Regions from separate parts of the Mus musculus genome. Here region 2 is linked to region 1. The links are chromatin contacts, called in public HiChIP or PLAC-seq maps. All regions are on one chromosome and are shown on one strand. The core of a region is the stretch at or near the end of the contact, and the rest is flanking DNA. Distances in the headings are between cores, read along the strand shown.

Region 1 (4,383 bases), core at 1,142-3,641:
CTAGCTAACTTTGTTTTGAATTCCACTCCATCAAATAACAGAATAACTATATAACTAACAAAGCAGCTTGGTTTGGGCTTCTGTTTTCTTGATAACCTAGCTTCTATCCTTTGACCTACACTCTGTGGGCGTCTGTTCTAGTTAGCTGAGTTTTCTGGAACAAGTAGACAGTTGGATTCTGCCTTTGAAGGCAGACAGTCATGTAGGACATGTGTCTTTATAGATAAGCTGGAGCCATTTACTTTTAAAGGGATTATTGAGAAAGGCTTACCGATTCCTGTCATCTTGCTGGTGGTTTTTATGGTTACTTAGATCATATTTGTTGTTTTTCTCTCCTCTACCACGTATTGGTGTTTTCCTCATTCACTGTGTTCCATGTGATAGTCTCTTTTCCAGCTCTTGTTTGTTAATCTGTTCCTCTCATCAGATTTCACTGCTTCCTAAGCTCTTATGAATGAAACTGTGCTGCTTCCTTCTCTGAAAACAGAATCCCTTTGAGCCTCTTCTGTAGTGCTGGCATGAACTACCTTGGTTTGTGCTTGCAGTAAACTGCTCTCTAAATATTTTATTGATACCCATAGATCTGTGGCACTCTACCCATGTCAGAGAAACTTCTTTTAGCAGTGGGCAGAAGTCGATTAGAGAATCACAAGTAGTAAAAAAATAAAAAATGCTAAGAAGAATTGATTGTGAGTGCTTAGCCCTGAAGGGACACTTAACACACACACACACACACACACACACACACACACACACACACACTGCCAAAGCTGTAGGATAGGAGTTGCTGTGAGATGCTTTCTGCTGGACATGACATGAGTCATGAAATGTCTTAGTCCGTGTTTGAAATGTTCTTACTTCTCCATCAGTGTTCAGTTTTCCTTTGGACAGCCTTCACATCTTGTAGTAGTCAGCCAACACAAAATAGATTCTGTGCATGTGCTTTATTATTTTCTGAGAGAGAGAGAGAGAGAGAGAGAGAGAGAGAGAGAGAGAGAGAGAGAGAGAGAGAGAGCACCGAGAGAGATATATATCATGAAGTTGGGTGGGTAGGGAGGGAGTTTGGGAGGAGTTGTGAGACATAATATAATCAAAACATACTGTATGAAAAATTTAAAAAATTAAAACTTAAAAAGATTTTCTGGATACAGTAATCTTGTTTGTAGTTATTTACTTTCTAGGTTTGAAATACATTATTCCTCTCTTTTCTTGTCTTCTAAGTCTGATGATTTGTTTGTTGTTGTAGGTGAATTGGTATTTTTTCCCCTTTACAGCTTTTTTTTTAAAAAGAGATTTATTTATTTATTTTCTGTATGTGAGTGCACTGTAGCTCTACGGATGGTTGTGAGCCTTCATGTGGTTGTTGGGAATTGAATTTCTAGGACCTCTGCTTGCTCAGGTCAACCCTGCTCGCTCCAGTCAGCCCCCGCTCCAGCCCAAAGATTTATTTATTATTATACATAAGTACACTGTAGCTGTCATCTGACATACCAGAAGAGGGCATCAGATCTCATTATGGGATTTGAACTCAGGACCTTTGGAAGAGCAGTCAATGCTCTTACTGAGCCATCTCGATAGCCTCCCTTTACAGCTTTTAATATTGCTCCTGTGCTTCTTGTTCTGACATCTTAACTATAACACATCATGGAGATGTTCTTCTCCAGTGATGTGTATTGCAGAGTTCTAAATACCCCTTGTGTTTTGAAATCCATTTTTCTCTTAAATTGAAAAAAAAATCTGTTTTATTGAATAGTTTAGTTATACCTTTAGTTTTTATACATTTCCTACTAACTGAGAATTTTTATAGTTGATCTCTTGATTGTATTTTGAACATTTTCATCATGTTTGTATACATGTATATGTATGTCTAGGAAATACTACATTCAAACATGAGTAAAGAAATGTGTGTGTGCGTGCATGTGTTTGTGTGTATTTCTGCATCTGTGTCTATGTGTGTGCCTGTCTGTGTGTATGTGTGCCTGAGTGTATGCATGTGTATGTGTGTACATGTGTACATTTGTGTCTGTATGTGTGCATGTGTGTATATGTATGTGTCTGGGTATATATGTGTGTCTGTGTCTATGTGTGTGCATCTGTGTGAGTGTCTGTCTGCATCTGTGTGTGTGTGTGTGTGTGTGTGTATTCTCTTCAGACAGTGTCTTGCTTTGTAGCCCAGGATGGTCTGAAACTCAAGTTTTGGCCTTTCCTCCACTGTTCTGGAATTACTACGTGGATTTATACTACACCCAGATAAGAAAGTTGTTTTTAAGGAAGTGAATGTTTTTGACATTCAAAACTGCTGTTTGGGGTTTTGATGTGGTTTGCAGTGGTGCCCTGGTATGATTTGCTGCTTTACTGTTGTGGTGTCTAAGACACAGAAAGTCAGAGTCAGTGCATGAAATGAATCGGACTTTTACTCAGTCTCCTGGCTGGGATGATTTCCTTTCTAAGGTCTGTTTTATATAAGCTACTCACCTTTTCACTTCCCTCTCGATGTTATCTGATACTGGTGTTCAGTTTTGTTATTGATTGACCACAAAAACCTGGTTCTTTCTTGTAATCATATTGAATCAGAAAGTCAAATACTGAAGTACTTCTGGAGAGATAATTCAGCGGTTAAGAACTCATGCCGCTCTTACAGAAGACCCGAGTTTGGTTCTTAGTACCATGCTCCATGGCTCATGACTGTAGCTCTGGCTTTAGGGAATTCAACAGCTTGCTATTCCTAGGGCACTCAAATTCATGTGCATATACTCATATGCACACAGATACATAGTTAGAAATAAAATAGTTCTTTAAAAAAAAAGTAAAAATTTAGGAATACTTAAACCTACAATCAGCAGTTATCACTGGGCAATAAAGAATGCCAAAATTAAAGCATGCTATGTTCTGCACATTAATTGCTCTAAGTATGGAAATAATAAATGAGATAAAGAAGGTAAGGAAAGAGGAAAAATGGAAGAAAAACGGGTTTAATGAACAAAAAGAAAAGGAACAACAACAACAACAACAACAACAACAACAACAAAACCCCAACATGGTGGGGAATAGAAAAGATCAAGAGGTCAGAAAAAAATTAAAAAAAGAAAACACAGAATCCCCCCAGTGCCAAGAAAAGACTGGGATCAAAATTAGACAAATGCCAGATAAGAAGTAAAATATAAATCATGAGTTGTAAGATCAAGATACAATTATAGTTAAGTATAGAGAGTATAAAGGAGAAAGGCAGTCTTAAAAGAAGAGAATAAGAGGTTGCACTCTAAATGAAGAATATTGTGGGGATAAAATTAAGTGACTATGCTATGTGTATGAAGGGGAATAAGAAATAAAATATAAACGTTTTTAAATACAATAAAGTAAAAATTCTACCAAACTTTTAGGGAAAGTTAAAAAAAAAAAGGATCATGAAGTGGAAAAACAAACACACACGAAGAAAAAAACGAAGAATGGGAAATAAAAAGATGGCGTGTTGTTTCAGGTCCTTGAAATCTGGAGTCTGGCTGTTACAGTCTCGGATGGGAGTGTAGTGGGTGGGCTGAGTGCATCCACACTTGTTTTCCCTGTAGTTTCTGCTGGAGTCGTCCCTTCTTTGGGTAAGTATCCACAATGGCCTCCCCAGCTGCCTTCACTTTAGTGGCTTTCCTGATTTGTGTACTTAGGGCCTGTGATGGCTACATTCAGTTCTTTACTTTGTGTGTCGGGCAGGTTCTCTTCCTTCTTATACTCCCCAGAGAAGAATTAATGAAAAATGTGTGAGACTATAGTTAAGTTAGTACGAAGATTAGAGTTTAAAAAACTCACACAATAGTATATTAAAACTTTGTTATTAGTGTCAATTATTAATTAAAATTTAATACTGACATTTAGGGATATGAAATGAAAATTTTTTTTATGTATATGAGTCTTTTTGCCTGTATATACACTCACAGAGGTCAGAAGAGGGTATTGGATCCCCTGGAATCTAACTGGAGTTACAGACAGTTGTTAACCATTATATGGGTGTTGGGGACTGAACTCCAGTCTTCTAGGAGAGCAGCATGTGCCCTTAACTACTAAGCCAATTCTCTAGCCCTGTTTTCTTTTGTTTTAGAGATAGGATTTTTGATTTGTAGCCAAAGCTGGTCTGAATTTCACTCTGTAGCCCAGGCTGGCCTTGACCCTTAGTAATCCTTTTGCCTCAGGCTCACTACTTCAGGGGATATAGTCACAAGACACCATCTTAGTCATTTTCCTGTTGCTTAGACATTTTTCTGTTTCCTGTTGATAAAATACTATAACCAATTTGGGGGAGTAAAGGGTTTATATTAATTTATACTTTACAGCCCATCATCAAGGGAAGTTACCCCAGAAGCTCAAGGCAAGAACCTGGACGCAAGAACCAAA
Region 2 (4,383 bases), core at 704-3,203, 86 kb after region 1:
AGTCAGACTGTTCCCTGTGATTTCTCAACATGAATCTGCTTTATCCTTTTTTTTTTTCATATCTCTAGTTTGTATTAGAGTTTTGGGCTTTTACCTATTGTCTCTTTCAGTCTTTTTAAAAATTATTATTAATCATTGTATTCATTTACATTTCAAATGTTATCCCCCTTCCTTGTTTCCCCTCCAAACCCTCCATCCCATACCCCCTCCACCCACCCACCCACTCACTCCTGCCTCACCACTCTAGCATCCCCCTCCACTGGGGCATCGAGCCCCCCATAGGACCAACGGCCTCCCCTCCCACAGGAGCGCTGGGTGGTTTGGTTAGTAAAAGTGACTGGTTACAACTGTTACATATTATGCAAGTGGGAAGTTTACACTGATTTTTCTTCCCGCTCTCTTCACACCCTGCTTTGCTGAGGACATCATTGCTGCAGAGTAGCCTATGTGAAACTGAGTCCGACTCTTACTCGAAGACCCATACCTTAGCTCTCCCAATGGTCTCCAAATGCAACGCCTCCTTATTATAATGTAGGCATCAACTGGTTTAAATAGTTGACTACTGTGGCAAAGTACCTTCCTTGTCCTGCAACTCGATGTTCTTTTTAATATGCCTCATATCCGTGATATTCTTTAATTGTGGCACATTTGTGAGTTTCATGTACCTTCTTACACTTCTGGCTCTCAGAATATTTTTTTCTCTCACTTCCTTCTTTATCTGTTGACGGCTCCATGATAAACCATGAGACTTTCCCATAAAGTTGAGAGAGAATTATGTTCAGCATCCCTGTGCTACTTATATAGCATTGACTTCATAGTACATATTCAATAAACATTTTGCCATTTTGGACTTGACATTAAAACTTCACATTCATTTAGTTTCACTGTGCATGTCAGTGACAACGGCTAAGTGGTGAGCAGTTGGCTATTGGAAGAATCTATTTTTAAAGTTTTGTTTTGTTTTTAATGTAAGGGGTTTATGCCTGTGTGTGTGCACCACTTGCATGCTTGGTGCCTACGGAGGTTAGGAAAAAGGCATCAGGTCTTCCAGAATGAACAATTACGATGGTTTTGAGCCACCACGTAGAGGGAGAGAACTGAACCCCCGTCTTCTGGAGCAGCAGCCCTGCTCTTAACCACTGGGTCGTTTCTCCAACCCTGGGAAGATATGTTTACTTAGCAGGCTCTGAGTCCAGCCAACATTTCAAAGAGAGCAACAAGCCTCAAATGTTACTTGAATTACTCATGCAAAAGTTATGTGTGGGAAAAATATATAGGGGAGTGAAGGCGGAGGGTGGGGTGGGGAATGACAGAATTTTCTTCTGCTTCTTTTTTGATATTCTGAAAATTAATCATGTATTTGCTGAATTTCCCTGAAATGAGAAAGTATGACAGTTGCAAGAGCGTTTAACACAGTGTCTGACACATAGCAGTTGCTCAATAAATATTAGTTTATGTGGCTTAATGTGATGTATTATGTAACTATAAGACCCCTTCTTTATGTCTATATGCATAATCCACCTTTCTATTTTCCTCTTTGTCCTTTTCATCTCAAGGATAACCTGCATGCATTTGATTCTGAAACTGTAAAATGGGCCAGGAGATTAATTGCACAATAGAAGCAGGGATGTCTGGCAAGCATGTTCCTCAAATCTCTTCTATGGTTTAAGACATCTTGAGGGATTGGTAAGTAAGCTGCTTTAAAAAAAAAAAAAGGGTGATCTTTATCTATCATTACCGGTGCAATAAAAAACTTCAGAGCACACGTTTGTGAATGTCATTTCGAAGTCACTCAATTCATAACTGGGATGCCACAAAAACAACTCCCTGTTAGCCCGGAGGGAAAAAAAAAAAGAAAGAAAGTAAAGGGGAAATTCAGATTAGTCACATAGAAGTTCCCCCGCCTGCAAAACCTGCAGAGTTAAAACGAAGAGACTCTGCTCTGCTCCTTCAATTGCTTTTTGTCTCCTGTTCTGGGACCTTTATCTTCTGACCCGCAGGCTTGACTTTGCCCTTATTGGCTCCTTTGTGGTGAAGAGCAGTCTTCCCCCAGGTTCCCCGCCACAGCTGTATCTCCTCTGCACCCCGACTGCAGAGATGGAAGGGGAAGGGGTTCAACCCCTGGATGAGAATCTGGAAAACGGATCAAGGCCAAGATTCAAGTGGAAGAAGACGCTAAGGCTGGTGGTCTCTGGGATCAAGGGAGCAGGGATGCTTCTGTGCTTCATCTATGTCTGCCTGCAACTCTCTTCCTCTCCGGTAAGATGCACCAGTGGGCGCTGCTTTTCCTCCAGCTCTGGCTGAGCGCCAACTGCAACAGCTGCAGTCACCTGTAAAGGATCTAATGGTAAAACTGTTCAGTCCCTGCCCCTGCCACCAAGAGATTGTAAAGTGTGGTCAAATATCCTTTGGTGTCTCCTTTCCTTCCTATTTTAACAGTAGCAGTGCTAGGGTGGAGTAAAGGGCAGAGGGGCCCTGCTTCTAATGGTTTTTGTTTGTTTGTTTTGCAAGGCAAAATCCCTGATGTATCTTAATGAGCTGTCACCCTGAAGCTTTGGGCTACTGATATTTCTCTATCCATCCTGGTAGTAATGTGTCTGATCGGGGAATCAGTATAAAAGAAAGACAAATAACGGACCCGTTTTACTTCCCACCGCGTTCATGAGTCTGCAGATATTCAAGGGGATCTGGTTCTTAAATTTTTTTTTGAAGGTTTCAGGATTAAGTCCTTTCCTATCACCGACCTGCAGCAATGTGTGTGCACATTTGTTGGCTCAGCCGTTTACATCAATCACTTAATCTCATAGTTTTGTTTGCTCGTATGTTCTTTAAGTGTTCAACCGCAGGTCTCCCCAGAATTCCATGTTGGATCTGGCCTCATAATTCTTGTTTCCATAGTGGTTGCTTTATGTCAGCAAATCCATGGTGGATGACAGACAGAATGGAAGGTCTTTTTCATGGCCATATCAGAGACACAGCTACGTCAAATTAAACCAGGATACGACGAGCAGTCCGGGCAAAGGCCTGGGCATGTCTCTGTGTACAGGAAGTGCGGTTTTGATAACTAGAAGCTGTTGGGAGCGTATGTGTTCTCGAGGGCTGAACCTTGTACTGTGCTTGTCCCTTGGGCCGGCAAACTGGTGTGGGGCTCAAGCCTGCTTGGCCAATTAGAGCAGCAGCAGCCCGGTCCTCTTCTCTCCACTCCACATAGCTCTCTGTGTAGGGCGGTGGATGGAAATTTTGTAGGCACTTTGGGGGAGAAGGTGCTAGGGTAGAGTAATTTGTTCACGGTAGGATGTCTAAGACACAGACCGGAATCAGGCTTTTTAAAGAAAGCAAACAGAGTAACCAAAAATAGACCAGCTGCGAGCCTTGGATAGGTCTGGGAGTCTTGAGACTTTTCAAACAACCACAGGGCCGTGTGTTTCCTCACTCGGTGGGATGAGAAGGACCTAAGACCCCAGTCTAGGGTAACAAGGCACATAGAGTATCAGGCAGGGGCAGGAGAGAGCAAAAAGTGAAACACGGGGTGAGCCGCTGGTGTCTGGGACCTCCGTGGACATTCTCCCCCAGGCATGGTAAGAATTCGGGTCCTTTCTTCAAGTCATCCAGAAACTGCGGCAGATGTGGGAAGTAAAGCCAAAGCCAAAGGCACTCAGGTCTTTGAGGTAAGAGCAGTCTATGAGGGAATTTGTTTTCTGTGGTCTTGGCTCGAAATGGAATCAAAAGCAGGAGATATGAATTGGACACTGATTCCTCATGAAATAAGCAACCTGGTTGCTCTTGATAGAGAAGATTTGGGAGCTTGTCTAAGTCAAAGTTTTACATTGTTCTCAGACCTGGGCAGTGCAATGGACGAGTATATTTAATCTGACGTATTAAGGGGGGTCGATAATAGGCAGTATGTATTTTTTCCCTGGAACTTGGTCAAATTGAATGGATAGAGACAAGACCAGAAGGAGGAAGACACTTTCTTTGACAAAGGAACTGGTAACCTTTAAAACATGAATGTTTGGCGTTATGGTTGGGGGTGGACCAGGTGGTGAGGTTGATGCAAGGAGACCTGTCCTGGGAGACATATGTTGAAGTGAGGTGTCAGGGGAAGTGAACTGCCATGCTTATAAGGCCTATACCCAGCGAGGTTTTTCTTTTGTAGGGAAACTATTTTGAAGAGAATCTCATTACTTTCCTTTCTCCTTATTTCTTTGCTTTACTTTTTTAGCCTTGATTTCCTACATTCAAGGTTCCAGCTTCTAAACTCTACCAGGCAGTCACATTTTCCTTTGAAGTTTACGTAGCAACAATAATGACCGAGTTAGATTTTATTGACATACGGGAGAAACAGCTTTGTTTTTGCAGTTTGCCCCTCCCCCACTCCCCCAC

Evidence for each region. HiChIP or PLAC-seq counts read pairs in DNA pulled down with a chosen protein or histone mark.
Region 2: a contact with region 1 is called in a BATF HiChIP or PLAC-seq map of CD8 T cells, with 31 read pairs. The contact joins the promoter of Tnfsf4 here to the enhancer-like site in region 1. A contact is called at or near these places in 1 of 15 datasets of contacts at CTCF or cohesin (CD8 T cells), 12 of 484 Hi-C or Micro-C datasets (the BV-2 cell line, CD4 T cells, the G1E-ER4 cell line and 9 more), 4 of 115 datasets of contacts at active chromatin or transcription factors (CD8 T cells, bone marrow-derived dendritic cells, bone marrow-derived macrophages and 1 more) and 1 of 9 other capture datasets (pancreatic islet).

What each region holds. Positions count from the first base shown.
Region 1 is chr1:161,307,095-161,311,477 of GRCm38.p6, forward strand. No RefSeq gene overlaps it. Among named protein-coding and RNA genes, the nearest start is that of Prdx6, 58 kb to the left of the region's middle. Within about 2 kb of position 2,392, at least 27 of the 459 cell types and tissues checked have an H3K27ac peak or open chromatin away from gene starts, as enhancers often do. A contact at or near this core is called in CD8 T cells and memory CD8 T cells, where this site is marked.
Region 2 is chr1:161,393,485-161,397,867 of GRCm38.p6, forward strand. Tnfsf4 (tumor necrosis factor (ligand) superfamily, member 4) reads left to right here and starts at 1,954. Exons shown (of 3, transcript NM_009452.2): 1 at 1,954-2,259. The coding sequence starts at 2,098.